Linked DNA regions of Mus musculus: all the other regions are linked to region 3. The links are chromatin contacts, called in public HiChIP or PLAC-seq and promoter capture Hi-C maps. All regions are on one chromosome and are shown on one strand. The core of a region is the stretch at or near the end of the contact, and the rest is flanking DNA. Distances in the headings are between cores, read along the strand shown.

Region 1 (4,305 bases), core at 1,022-3,521, 410 kb after region 3:
ATCTCGCCAGCCCTGAGCACTTGTTACTCTTGCAGAGGACCTGGGTTCAATTCTCAGCACCCACATGGTGGTTCACAACCGTCTATAACTCTAGTTCCAGGGGATCTGACGCCCTCCTCTGGCCTCTTCGGGTACTGCATTCACATGGTACACAGACATACATGCAAGCTAAACATTCATATACATAAAATAAGACAAACCTTTAAATTACTTTAAAAAGTTTGATTGGAATACAAATCCAATGTAAGATGATGCACTCTACAGTTAGAAAACGCATGCTTTCATTCAACACATGCAGGCTTCCAGAGTCCCACTAAGTGCTCAAGGAGTAAGATCTGAAACTCTGAACTGTAAACAGGGTTTACCAGAGGAGTGAAATAGCAACCTTTACCCAAATCAGTCTATTGTTATAAAAAATGAAAAAGGGGGCTGGAGAGATGGCTCAGTAGTTAAAACCATTTATTGCTCTTGCACAGGTCCTGGGGTCCCAGTATGCATGTGACAGCTCACAACAGTGGGTAACTACAGTTTCTTGGAGTCTATTGCCCTCTTCTGTCCTTCATGGGTACTGCAATATATATATATATATATATATATATATATATACACACACATATATATATATACACACACATATATATATACACACACATATATATACATATACATATACACACATACATATATACACACATATATATACATATATACATACGCATACATACATACACACACACACACACATATATATATATATATATATATATATATATATATATATATATACACACACATATACATATGTGTATGTGAGCAAGAAACTCCTAGATACAAAATACAAATAAATAATAATGATAAAATGTAAAAAATTCCAATTTTGTCTCCACTGTCATTTACTAAATAACTGCCTAAGGTGCCAAGTGATTGCTATATTTCTCCCTGGGAGTATTCACAGTCCCCTGAAGGGCTGTCTCCCCTTCTCATTCATGAAACAATGACTTTCTTCTGGGATGGCCACATAGGTGTGAGCGAGACAGGAGCAAGAAGACTAGGAGAAATGTAGAGGTCCCTAGCCTCCAAGGCTTGGGACTTTGTAGCCACTGTTCAGTCATCTAGAGGAAGAGAAGTTGGATTAGGAGTCGGAAATCAAAGATGTAGCAGATGTCTCATTTAAATCCTTCCTTTCTTTATCTTTTTTTCTAAAGACAGGATCTATGTAGCCAAGGTTGAAATTTTGATCCTCCTGCCTTCCTGCCTTCACCTGCCAAGTTCTGGAATTGCAGGTATGAGACACCCCAGCCCCCTAGATTTCCTTTTACCAACCTGAGGGTGTGGCTCTGTGGTAGAGAAGAACCAAAACAGAAATTTTAATACATTTAAGATAAAACTTTCTTAACCAGGGTCTTGGTGCATGCCTTTAATCTCAATACCTGGGAGAAAGAGGCAGGCAGGTCTCTGAGTTTGAGGCTAGCCTGGTCTACAAAGTGAGTTTCAGGGCAGCAATTACTATACAGAGAAACCTTGTCTCAAAAAACAAAAACAAAAACAAAAAAGAAAAAACAAAACAAAGCAAGAAAGATAAAGGTTTCTTTTATTCCTTTGAGTAACTAAAAATAGCCAGCAGAGGTTGTGTGACTCCCCAAGCTAGGTAGCAGAGATTTGAAGCGACACTTCCTTTCCAGTTTAAAGAGTCCCCCTAAAGATCTACGCGCGCGCGCGCGCACACACACACACACACACACACACACACCTCCTAACTGGGGAAAACTGTGATCAACTTTAGGGAACAGCTATTGCTCTCGGCTTTGGGAACCTGAAGTCCGTCCTTAATTCATCTCAGGTTCTTTGGCTGTGTGGAACCTGGTAGAATCTGGAATTGCCATCCCATGTCCCTGTTTGCATGAGTGCCATTGAGAGAGCAAAGTCAAGGGGTCTTCAAGGCACAATCGGGAGAAGGCGTGGTCAGGGCCGGGTGGTGAGCTGCTGGTGCCCATGCTGAGCAGAGCTGTCCAGGAGAGGGGGCCAGGCCCGTTACTTCAGTCCTGCTCGGGACAGGAGGGGAGAGAGAGAGAGAGAGAGAGAGAGAGAGAGAGAGAGAGAGAGAGAGAGAGAGAGAGAGAGAGAGAGAGAGAGAGAGAGAGAGAGAGAGAGAGAGAGAGAGAGAGAGAGAGAGAGAGAGAGAGAGAGAGAGAGAGAGAGAGAGAGAGAGAGAGAGAGAGAGAGAGAGAGAAGGGGCGTGGCCGGTGGGGGAGGGGGCGTGGTGGAGGGGAGGGGAGGCCGCGCCGCCATATTCGATTCGACCCGCAACCCCGCGGCGCAGCCAGCATGAGTACCGGTGCCTTCTACATCTCCAGCCTGCTGGAGAAGATGACGTCCAGCGACAAAGACTTCAGGTGCGCCCTGTGGGGGCTCGGGACTCGTTTTCAGGGGTCTCAGCCTGTCCCGGCCGCCCCTCTGCTCCCCTGCCCCCCCCCTGCGGACCCCTGTGGGAGCCCCCGGCCTCTTCGCCTGGGCCTGGCTGGGCCTGCAGCCCCGCCCCCAGCCTCTTCCCGCCTTTGCTGTGCTGGCCTCTCAAGTCCCCAACACTGGGCGCCCCCCAGGCTCTCCAGTGAAGTCCCCGTCGGCCTCTCTTTGGAACCCAGTGCAGTCCTCTTCTGACCCTCATTGAAACAGGCCGCTTCCCTGCACAACCTCCATCCAAGGCTATCTTCCGAGACCCACACTTCTGCCCGGTCTCTAGGTTACCCCATCCCCCGCACCCTGTACCCCTACCGGGTCTCCTAACCCTAACAAACTTTACTTTTCTTTCATCTCTTTCTTTTCATCCCGTGCCTTTTCTCCCTGGCCCCTCATCACCACCCCATCTTCCTTATTCCCCTCCTCTCCCAAGATGGTTTAGAGCAGGAAGCAAAGGTTGGGGTGAGGGCTATCTCTCTCCCCCATTCTTTTTCTCCTATCCTCCTCTCCAAACACCACAGAAACACAGGAACAGAGTTGGCAAGAGGAATGGGAATATCTGATGCAGCCCCTCTTGCAGGGGAAACTGAGGTTCAGTGATAAAAAGGGGTTGTTGGTCAGTTGTGGACCCTCAAGTCAACAGGACAGTGCACCATTCTGAGTCTTCTGTCACAGTAGTTATCCCTCCGATTACAAACAGGGAAAATTAGGTTCAGGGACATGAAGGGCCTGGATACAATGCTAACGGTAGGGCCAAGCAGAGTTGGAGGTGTCAGTGGGATTCCCAATCTAGCCAGTCCGGAGGGGCCAGAAGCCTATTTGTGTGGTCTGACCTTTTCCGTGTCCTGTAAATACAGTCCTCAAAAATCTCTGTGCAGCCCTAAGCCCCACAGTGGTAGTAGGGCTTGGGATCCTTTGCCCTGGCTTCAGATCTCGGCAACCATCACTAACTAGATCTGTAAGTGATGGGCAAAGTACTCCATGCCCTCTGAGCCTTAGCTTAGCTGTTTGTGCTTTAGGTAGCAGGTAAGTGCTTTGTGAATGGTTGTCCTGACTCTGTGCAGGGAAACGGGGCAGGTCCTGGTAGACTGTTCTTTGTTCTTTGGGCCCAAGTTCTTTCTGTTCTCCAGAAGTCTGGAGGGGGCTTTGACTTACTCAAAGTCACATGGCCTGCCAGAGTTGAGGGAATGACTCCTGGGCCTATCAGGGAGTTGGCTCTATCACTCAGGGCCTGAGAAGCCCTTTAAATCTGTCCCTGCCAGCAGCGTTGAGGACACCTAAAACCACCCTGAGCATATGAGAATGGTTTCTATTTTTAAAAGTCTGAATACCAAGAGCCTGAGCCTCCTCCCAACCCCCGCCCCCCACCAGCTGTCCAGGCACCATGTGTCCCAGTGTCCTATGGTGCTGCCTCTCAACATGGCAGGAGACCATGGCTTATGGTTCCCAGCGGGGAATGTCTGACTGGGGTTCCAGGCAAGGGACAGCCAGCCTTGGTTCTCAGTTTTATTTGGGGATCAGACTCTTGACAGAGAAAACCAAGAACTTGAGAGGTCTGACAGGGATGTCCAAATCCTTTTTCACTGAGGCAGTGCTGTTTGAGGATTCAGGTGACCTACCTCACGCTGGTGCTTCGTAACCTCTCTGAGCCTGCTTGCTCAGATTGACCTATTAAAACCCTCAAGGATGCTGTGGGAGAGGGGCAAAGACAATTTCCGTTTTATTCATGGAAAAACCGAGGCTTGGGGTTAAGGAGGCAGCTGGCCAAATTTTACCTCACTGATAAGACAAGTATGTTTACTTAAAGCCTCGCTCTGCTTTGGAGCTCTTGCTTGTCAAATTATTATC
Region 2 (4,645 bases), core at 248-2,747, 440 kb before region 3:
TTTACACGAACACAACCAACTCTGCTCCCTCTTTTAACTTCTGTTCAAGACAAAGCAGACAACTCTCTAGGATTACTAGGTGAGAGACCCCAGAGCCTGCTGCCCACAGCAGGAAGACACCAGGAAAGACTCCCGGCAGCCCCAGGTCTCTCCCTGCCCGGCCAGTGCCACAACTCAGCCCCATTACCCTGGTCTCAAATCGCACGTAGGTAAGATTCCAAAAGATGGGATTGGGGTTTTCTCCAGAGAAGCTTAACTTACTACAGGGAGTGCCCAGGGGAAGGGGAGGTGATGGGCAAATCTAGGGGTGGGGGTATTTTCCACTTTCTTCAGCCTTCCGGCTGCTTATGGTGTAATTGCCAGGGACTGGGGTTGGAGGGAGCCTGTCTCACTGTCAGCTCTCTGCACAGGAAATGGGGCGGCAGACAAAGAGCCCGGCCTGGGCTCCCTGACACCAGGCCCTGCCAGTCCCACAAACCTCACAGGAAAAAAACCCCTTGATGCCTGAGACAATGGCTCAGGAAAACAACAACTTACTGTGGCTTTCTGCTGTTGTTCCTCTACCACATGAAATTCAGAGCAAGGGTCCACACCGAACACTGTACACGGTGATACGTTTAAAAATAAGTCCCAAGGCCCCTCCCCTCTACTCCAGCACCCACATGTTTAACTTCTCCTTACTTCTGTAAATTCCTACTTATGCATAAAATGCCAACAAAATCAAAAGAGAAAAATCACTTATAATGTAACGATCTTGTCAGACCTTGCTAGTACATCACAAGTAAACTTTTAACAGCGTGTCTCCTCCAGCCCTCCCCGGCTGCCACCCTCCTGCCGGGCAAAAGCGAACTGTCCTGAAATGGTACACAACTCTCTTTCCACTCGCTCCACCATCACAAGAAAGACAAGAAAATGTTCATAAGCCAGTCAAAGCCCCCCTCCAAAGGAGGAGTGGCCATCACAAAAGCAAAGAGTACATTCTAGAACATCTACCTTCATAGCACAGAACGCCGATATTGTTGTTCATCTTGTCCAAGTATTGGTAGTTCAACAGGTCCATCTTCATAAACAGCATTTATCTGTCCGGCTAGCAAAGAAAAACAGTTCTTTGCTTTCACCCCCAAAGAGAAAGTTTCAAAATTCAGTCTTAGCTGAGTAGCTCCAGGCTCTCCTAAAACTTCAGGAAGACAGAGGCCCAGCCTCAGGAGATCAAAACAAAGTATGTAAAAGGTTTTTAAAAATCATACACACACACACACACACACAAAAATCAGACTCAAACAAAACCCGTCAAGGGCTTGTGGAAGGTGTCTGATTGTGTCTTCTATTCGGCTTTAAAAAATCATTTCAGAAGACTTCTCGAGCCCGTCTTGGGGGTTTAAAAAGAAAGCAGTAAAAAAGAAAAACACAAAGCACATTTCTCAGGACAAAGGCACTCTCCCTCACAGCCCGCTGCAAGCTGACTGCACTGACATGCGGGCTATGCTTGGTATGACTCGTATGTAAACCAGCTTCCTCTGCTTTTGGGAGGGGGTAGAGGGCTGCTGTGAGCATGCTCACTGGAGCCTCGGCTCAGGCTCCAGGCGCTGCAGAATTAGCAGGAAGCAGAAAGAGGCGGGGGCAGTGAGGCACAGGGGGTGAGGAGAGCCTTTCCTCCCCGGAGCCAGAGGCCGGCAGAGGCAGAGGCCGAGGAAGTAAACCCCAGCAAGTTTGTGGGTGTTTTGTTTGTGGGGGAGGCTAAGCACAAAGTTTAAAAAAGAAAATCTGCTGTGGAAGCAAAGTACAGGGAATTTAACTTTCCGTGACTTCGTTGCAAGGGCTGGGAATCCAGGGCTTCCACAGGGGTGTGCTCTGTTTGGTACAAGGTTTCTTTGTTTCTTTGTAAGATGGGTTTATTAAGTCCAGGGACACAGCGAGTGTTTACATTTTCTTTTTTTTTTTTTTTTTTTTTTTTTTTTAAAGATTTTATTTATTTATTTATTATATGTAAGTACATTGTAGCTGTCTTCAGGTCTCATTATGGGTGGTTGTGAGCCACCATGTGGTTGCTGGGATTTGAACTCAGGACCTCTGGAAGAACAATCAGTGCTCTTAACCGCTGAGCCATCTCTCCAGCCCGAGTGTTTACATTTTCAAAGTCAATGTTACATGTAACTTCCTTCCTAAACTCTGTAGCTGTACAGATGGACAGGACACCAGAGGCAAATCCGTCCTCAGAAGAGTAAACAGATCTGGGGACAAGTGAGTGGCCTACAGGTCTCTCTCTCCCTCTCTCCCTCCCTCTCTCTCTCTCTCTCTCTCTCTCTCTCTCTCTCTCTCTCTCTGTGTCTGTCTGTCTCTCTCTCTCGCTCTCTCTCTGTCTCTCTGTCTCTCTGTCTCTGTCTCTCTCTCTCTCTCTCTCTCTCTCTCACACACACACACACACACAAACACACACACACACACACACAAACGGGGGAGTGGGGAGCTGGCTGGAGAGGTGGTTCCGAGCACTGGCCACTTTTGCAGAACACTTGAGTTCAGTACCCAGCACTCATAAGCACCTGTAACTCTATTTCCATGGAACCTGACTCCCTCTTCTGGCCTCCATGGGTACCGCATGCAATGACACACAGACATTGGAAAAAAAAAATGTACAAAAAAAAAAAAATACTTTTTAAAAATCTGTTTTCCAAACTCATCTGGGAGGTTGTGACCAATCATGGAAACTTTAAAAATGTTCCAAGTTCAAATCCAGAGCAGTGCTGAGCTTCATCAGCATCATGGAAGAAAGGAAAAGACCTGCTCTAAGTGACTCTGCTGCAGCCTGGCAGAGTGGCACCAGCCTGTAATTCTAGCAGTCGGAATCCGAGGGAGAGGAACTGCCACAAGTTCCAAGACCTCTCTGGGCTACTGTCAGCTCTGTCACACCTTCCCAAGACTTCATTACAGTCACTTATTTTAAGATTGAAGCAATCCCCTACAGATGGAGGGGTACACACAAAACGCTTAGCAACTTCTCCTCCATGACTCAACATCAAATATGATGGTTTGTAGGCAAGGGGACACCAAGCTCAATCCCAGGGACCTATGTGGTAAACGGAAAGAACAAACTCCCCCCAAAGTCAGACGCAGACATGCTCAGCTTCCGTGTCCCCCCCCCCCCCAAAGATGGGGTCTCACTTTAAAGCCCTGGCTGTCCTGGAACTCACTATGTAGATGTGACTGACCTCAGACTCACAGAGATCCGCCTGCCTCTGCCCATCCAGTGCAGGGATTAAAGCTGTGTGCCACCATGCCTGCTCAGACACGCTCAGCTTTAAATGGCTGGCTGTTTTCATATTTCTCCACAATGCTCATCAACCCACGAGGGGTGTTTTCCTGATGCAATGAAGGTGAAGGAGGAAGCTCTCCACTTTAAAGTGAAAAGGCAAGATAATAATCCCTGGGAAGATATATGTCCTTTTTTTAAAGAGCTATTTTTATTTTTAATTATGTGTATAGAGTGGAGGCTGTGCATGTGACGCAGGTACCTACAGAGTCCAGAAGAGTTCTTGGAACCCCTGGAGCTAGAGTTACAGACAGCGATGAGCTGCCCAATGTGGCAGCTGGGAACGGAACTAGGATCCTCCGTAAGAGCAGAACGTGTTACAAACCACTCTGTTGTCCCTTCAGCTCCTATGCATCTTGTTGGTGATGGTGATTTTGTTTTTAAGACTGGGTCTCGCTTTATAGTCAAGGTTGGCTTAAACTCATGATTCACCTGCCTCTGCATTGCTGATATCAAGACTACAACCCCCACAGTCAGCTAATGGATGGATCACAGGGCTCCCAATGGAGGAGCTAGAGAAAGTACCCAAGGAGCTAAAGGGATCTGCAACCCTATAGGTGGATCAACATTATGAACTAACCAGTACCCCGGAGCTCTTGACTCTAGCTGCATATGTATCAAAAGATGGCCTAGTCGGCCATCACTGGAAAGAGAGGCCCATTGGACACACAAACTTTATATGCCCCAGAACAGGGGAACGCCAGGGCCAAAAAGGGGGAGTGGGTGGGTAGGGGAGTGGGGGTGGGTGGGTATGGGGGACTTTTGGTATAGCATTGGAAATGTAAATGAGCTAAATACCTAATAAAAAATGGAAAGAAAAAAAAAAAGACTACAACCGTGGGCCACCACATCCAACTGCAGTGTCTTTAAAGCTTAGTAACTAAAGGCAGTACAATTCTAAGCAATTAACAAGACCTTCAAAGGACCACGATGGAAGCACCTGACTTAAAACACAAAGTTGACAGGGAGCTATGAACGTTCAGAGCTGCAGAGGTGAATGTCTATATGGGATGTGTGTGTGTGTGTGTGTGTGTGTGTGTGTGTGTGTGTGTGTGTGTTCTTGCTAGTCACAGATTATGTCACATACTAGTATCAGATGACCAAAGTAAACTACATGTGGAAAAGACGAAAACCAAGGCCCAGCTGTAGTCAGTATAAGTCTCACCACAGCATACAATAGGTACTCTACAAATATTGGTTATGGCTCAGCCTCCTGGTGGAACAGAGATGGCGCCGTCACCACAGACACAAGCCCAGGCTAACCACTCAATCATTCTGCCTGCCAGAAAGCTGACTACTGAGTTAGTCTACATCAGCCAAACCCACGAGCAGCTT
Region 3 (4,499 bases), core at 457-2,956:
TATGGGTGTGTATCTATTATATATCATATATCATATATATGATATATAAATATATGTTATGTATGATATATAAATATATATGGTATATATATAGAGAGAGAGATGAAAAGCACATCTAGGAAAAAAACAAACTTCTCCATGACAGACATGGACATGGACATCGGTCTGAGGGACACGGGACCTTCCTGGGTCGCCTCCCAGCGGCTGTGAGGAGCAAGGCGGCCAGGTAACCAGCGCACGGCGCCGGGCGCGGGAGGGCCACGCGGGCCTCGTGGGCGCCGGCCTCCGGGTGCGGGCGCGGGGCCTCCGGCCTCACCCTGGGCACCGCCCCCGGTCCGGCCGGGTGGCTCGGCTCGGCTCCTCCGGTCCGCGGCCGGCCAGGCGGGGCCCGTCGCACTCAGAGCGGCAGCCGCCTGGGGCGCTCGGGTCGGGTCGGCCTCACCGACGCACAGCACCCGCCAAGCCGCCGCCTCAGGTCAGAGTCGCCCCGGGCCACGCGGCCCGCCGGAGGGACGCGGAAGAAGAGACCTGGGGCGCTGCGCTGGGGTATTGGGTCGCGCGCAGCCTGAGGGGACCGAGTGTGACGACAAGGTGACCGGGCTGAGGGGACGGGCTGAGGAGAAGTCACACTCTGACAGGAGCCTGTGAGACCAACAGCCTGACGGGGTCTCGGTTGAGGGGACGCGGGCTGAGAAGTCACGTTCTGACAGGACTGTGTGACAGACAAGGTGAGGGGGGGTCTCGGCTTGTGGGGTCTGGATCTGACTGGCTAGGTGACTGGGTCTCCGCTGAGGGGACTCGGGATGAGAAGTCACATTCTGACAGGGCTGCGTAACTGACAGCCTAACCCTGTCTCGACTAGAGGGGATACGGGCTGGAAAGCCACACTCCGACAGGACGGAGAGTGACCAAGTGACAGAATCTTGACTCAAGGGACCCCGGCTGAGGAGAAGGCAAACTCTTGACAGGACCGAATGTGACAGACAAGGTGACAGAGTCTGGGTCTGAGGGGATCGCGCGGGCTGAGGAGAAGTCACACAAGAGAAGAGCGAGAGAGTGATAGCGGGGCGGGGTCGCGGACTCAGGGACAGAGTGAGGGGTCTCGGCTGAGGACCGGTCACCCTCCTGGAGAGCCGAGTGTGACTGACAGGGTGACTGTCCTCGTGAGGGGCACCGGCACGGTGCGGAGGGCCACAGTGCTTCCCTGAGAGGGTGCGCAGGCAGGCATGTGTGTGAGCGCGGAACAGGGTTGCCCCTGTTCCAGACCCTGACAGGAAAGCCAGGTCTCCAGAACTACCGCGTTGGGGACCGCATTGTGCGGATCCTGGTGACAGATTTAGAGAGGGGCTCGCCAGCAGCCACCGGTCGCCCTGAGGCTCTAGGGGTCGGAGGGTGGGGAGGAGGATGCGCCCGTGATCACGGAGGCGATTTGGCCCACGGCCCCCTGCCCGGGGCTCACCAGGTGTGAGGAAAGCGGGGTCACTGTCGCCAAGGCCCCGCCCCGCCAGTGCCCCTCTTCAATCTAAGCAGGGGGCGAGCACAGGGCCCGGCTCACGGGAGTAGGCAGCCCTCGTGCTGGGGGCGGAAGGTGGGTGTGTGGCTCCCGGTGCTTTATGGCTTGGGATTGGGGAGGAGCCTAAGGTGAGGAGGCAGAAACTGGGAGTAGCCTGGGCTGCTTTTATATAAGGGACGCGAGGAGGTCAAGAAGGGGCCTGGACCTCTGCTGGGGATCTGAAGGCTGCAGCGCTAAATTCTTCTTAACTCCCATTGAGTAGGTGAGTGGCCCCATCGTCATCACGTTTTTGTTGGTGTGTGTAGTGAAGTGGCCAAACTGCCCCCAAGTTCTTACACATCAGGATGGTCTGGCTGTGTTCTTGTACTGTTAAGAATCTGCTTTGCTTCTGATGCTAATAGGGGGGAGGTCGTGCCATTTATTTCAGAAGGGAAAAAAGAAAAGTTAAGTTTTCTGTGAGGAAGAGGCTAAAAGGTGTCCCTTTTTAGCAGGATGAAGGACAAAAATGTAAAATTAAATGATCATTTGAAAACAAAACCAGATGAACCAAGTTGTAGGATAGCTAACAGTTGGAAAGCCTCTTGATTTGGAGTTCATTATTGTAATGTCAACTCTTTATTATCATGCACGAAGCAAATTGTTAACTGGAGTTATTAAATGAATAACTTAGTCTTGGACTTGGGCAGGTCTTCCAAAGATATCAGGTGCTCTGTGGGAGTCTTCCTGTCGTCCATAGCTAAGTGATCAATTGCTGACTAAAAATGTAACTAACTCCAGGTGCTCTGTGATTTAAAACCTGGCTAGGGTAGGAACGGATATACGCTATGACTACTCAAAGAGATAGTTCTCTTGCAAGTTTGACAGAAGCACTCATAGATACTACGAGCATTTGGAGCAGCATTTCAGAAGATTGGGTTTCAACTTTAAAATAAGTTCTCTGTTGTCTTATCTTCAACCACATTTGCTCTAAAGTAAATGTCCGAAATATTAATTTTAATATATGAACATTTTAACTCAGTGTCATGCCTTAGTTGGAGTGAAACATATTATAAAGCCCTCGATTTTTATTTTACTGTGTGTTTTGTGTAAATTTGCTCACTCCAGTGCTACTTCATATTTAATTTGCTGAGAACTATATCTTCAGTGAGAAGATCTAAGGAGCAACTGGTGGTCACCTCACGCTTTTGCAGCTCACTAGAAGGGAAAAGATTGTTGACAGTTTTCTTTTTAAGGAAAAAAATCTTTTTCATATGTAAAAGTTTCAAACTCTTCAAACTGTTGAAGAACAATGGCGCCGGTGAAGTCTGAAGTTCTTGATGCCTCTAGGCCGAAGAGTTTTTTGATGCTGTTTCCTCGGTCTTTTATATTTCAAAGATTATAAGTTCTTCTAAACACATTAGAACTAAAAGACCTGGAAACATTATACACATCAATACTTAAGACTACTTTGATATTTTTTGTGATAACTATTTTTTAATAATTAAGTATATTTCCTTTAAAGGAGCTGGTTTTCCTAACATTCATGTCACTACATCTTTCAGAATCACTTTAACAGAAAAGGGCAAATTACACTTTAAAAAAAATCATATCTTTAGTTTCAAAATCCCTATGACATTTAAAATTCATATATGAAAAGCATGACTTTAAATTTTTGACGTAGAAATGGATTATGCAAGTGACTGATTTCAGTTAGTAAGTTTTACATATTTAAATAAATGATTTTTTTTACTTTTAAGTCTCTGAAAAGAATATTCCATCAGTCTTGTCAAGATCCTTCTGTGTGGGGAATATGTAAAGGCACTGTGAAAACATGTATAAGGATCAGCAATGTATTTAACTTACTTTTCAAATTATGAAGTGGTTGCTAATAGAAGGAAACTTACATAAAAATTTTGTTAAAATAATTTACCCAAAAGTCTGAATATTTTCACAGCTTTCACAGGGTCTGTAGGTGCCCGGTGCGTATGGCAAGACATGTTGGCCATTCTAATTTGTGTCTTTCTGCTAAATTTATTGTCATGTGGACTTGGAAATATTCTCTGTGTCATAAAGTGAGGCAAAAATACTGGAAGAATTTTTTTTTTTGCTTTCATAGGATTCCACTAAGTAAATATTGGTAGAAGATTTAAAAAAATACTACACTAGTCAAGACAATTTGATTTAAGTCAATAGTATGTAATTTTAAACATATGCACAACCCACAAATTGTCAAAGTGAATTTCTTTCTTGTTTTTCTTATTTTTGTGGCAAATTTCCCTGTTATCCATTACTTAACTTCACTTTCTTAACGCCTAAATACAGCAAAAAGGGCAGCGGCATGATTGCTTACAAAGGTCACTAGAAACAGAATTAAGTTGACCAAAAAAAAAGCAAGGCCAGTTAAATGTTGGTCTCAATACCAAGGGAGCCTCAAATACTATATATTAGTTAGTTTCATAGCATATGAGGTTTTTTAAAAAAAAAATTAATTTTTTTTCCCCTAAGGTGGTTTTTGTTCATTTCTTGTAATTTTCTCACAATACAGGGGGAGGTTTTTGAGAGTTATACATTATCTATTTTAAATTATATATATTAAATTTAATAAATTATCCAGCACAACTGCATTTATAAGGAGATCTCAAACACAATAGGCCATACTTTGGCGAAATGTACGGTTCATGTTAAGATAATATCTACCACTGGTATGGTATATCCTTAAATCATTATCTTAAGACCTAGCTTTATTCTTACTACTTCTCTTCAGTTATACGTACATATCAATATTTTAATCAAATATTCTGTTTAGAACATGGATGCATATGCTGCTTAACTACTCCAATTATTATGTTCTTTCTAAGTATGGAAAGTTAGGGAAGCTTAAAGTTATGAGTCTTTGTTTCTATTTGCTTGTCTTGGGTATGGTTTTAAGACTTTTATCAGCAAGCCTGGATTTCCTAAACGATAAGAGCTGGGCCCTGAATTTACCCGAGCTGAGATCCTAAAGACA

The links. Promoter capture Hi-C pulls out the DNA fragments that hold promoters and counts their contacts. HiChIP or PLAC-seq counts read pairs in DNA pulled down with a chosen protein or histone mark.
Region 1: a promoter capture Hi-C map of stem cell-derived epiblast-like cells shows a contact between it and region 3, with 6 times the contacts expected there. The contact joins the promoter of Cand2 here to the promoter of Pparg in region 3. A contact is called at or near these places in 9 of 39 promoter capture datasets (the 3T3-L1 cell line, cranial neural crest, embryonic stem cells and 6 more) and 1 of 115 datasets of contacts at active chromatin or transcription factors (pancreatic cancer cells).
Region 2: a FOXA1 HiChIP or PLAC-seq map of pancreatic cancer cells shows a contact between it and region 3. The contact joins the promoter of Vgll4 here to the promoter of Pparg in region 3. A contact is called at or near these places in 4 of 39 promoter capture datasets (the 3T3-L1 cell line, 3T3-L1-derived adipocytes, embryonic stem cells and 1 more), 2 of 484 Hi-C or Micro-C datasets (the N1E-115 cell line and pancreatic cancer cells) and 1 of 115 datasets of contacts at active chromatin or transcription factors (pancreatic cancer cells).

The regions. Positions count from the first base shown.
Region 1 is chr6:115,772,286-115,776,590 of GRCm38.p6, forward strand. It overlaps Cand2 (cullin-associated and neddylation-dissociated 2 (putative)), which reads left to right and starts at 2,272. Exons shown (of 15, transcript NM_025958.2): 1 at 2,272-2,393. The coding sequence starts at 2,326. Mir7660 (microRNA 7660) reads left to right here and starts at 3,372; the gene lies at 3,372-3,434.
Region 2 is chr6:114,920,324-114,924,968 of GRCm38.p6, forward strand. It overlaps Vgll4 (vestigial like family member 4), which reads right to left and starts at 1,498. Exons shown (of 5, transcript NM_177683.3): 1 at 994-1,498. The coding sequence starts at 1,075.
Region 3 is chr6:115,360,643-115,365,141 of GRCm38.p6, forward strand. Pparg (peroxisome proliferator activated receptor gamma) reads left to right here and starts at 1,707. Exons shown (of 8, transcript NM_001308354.1): 1 at 1,707-1,775.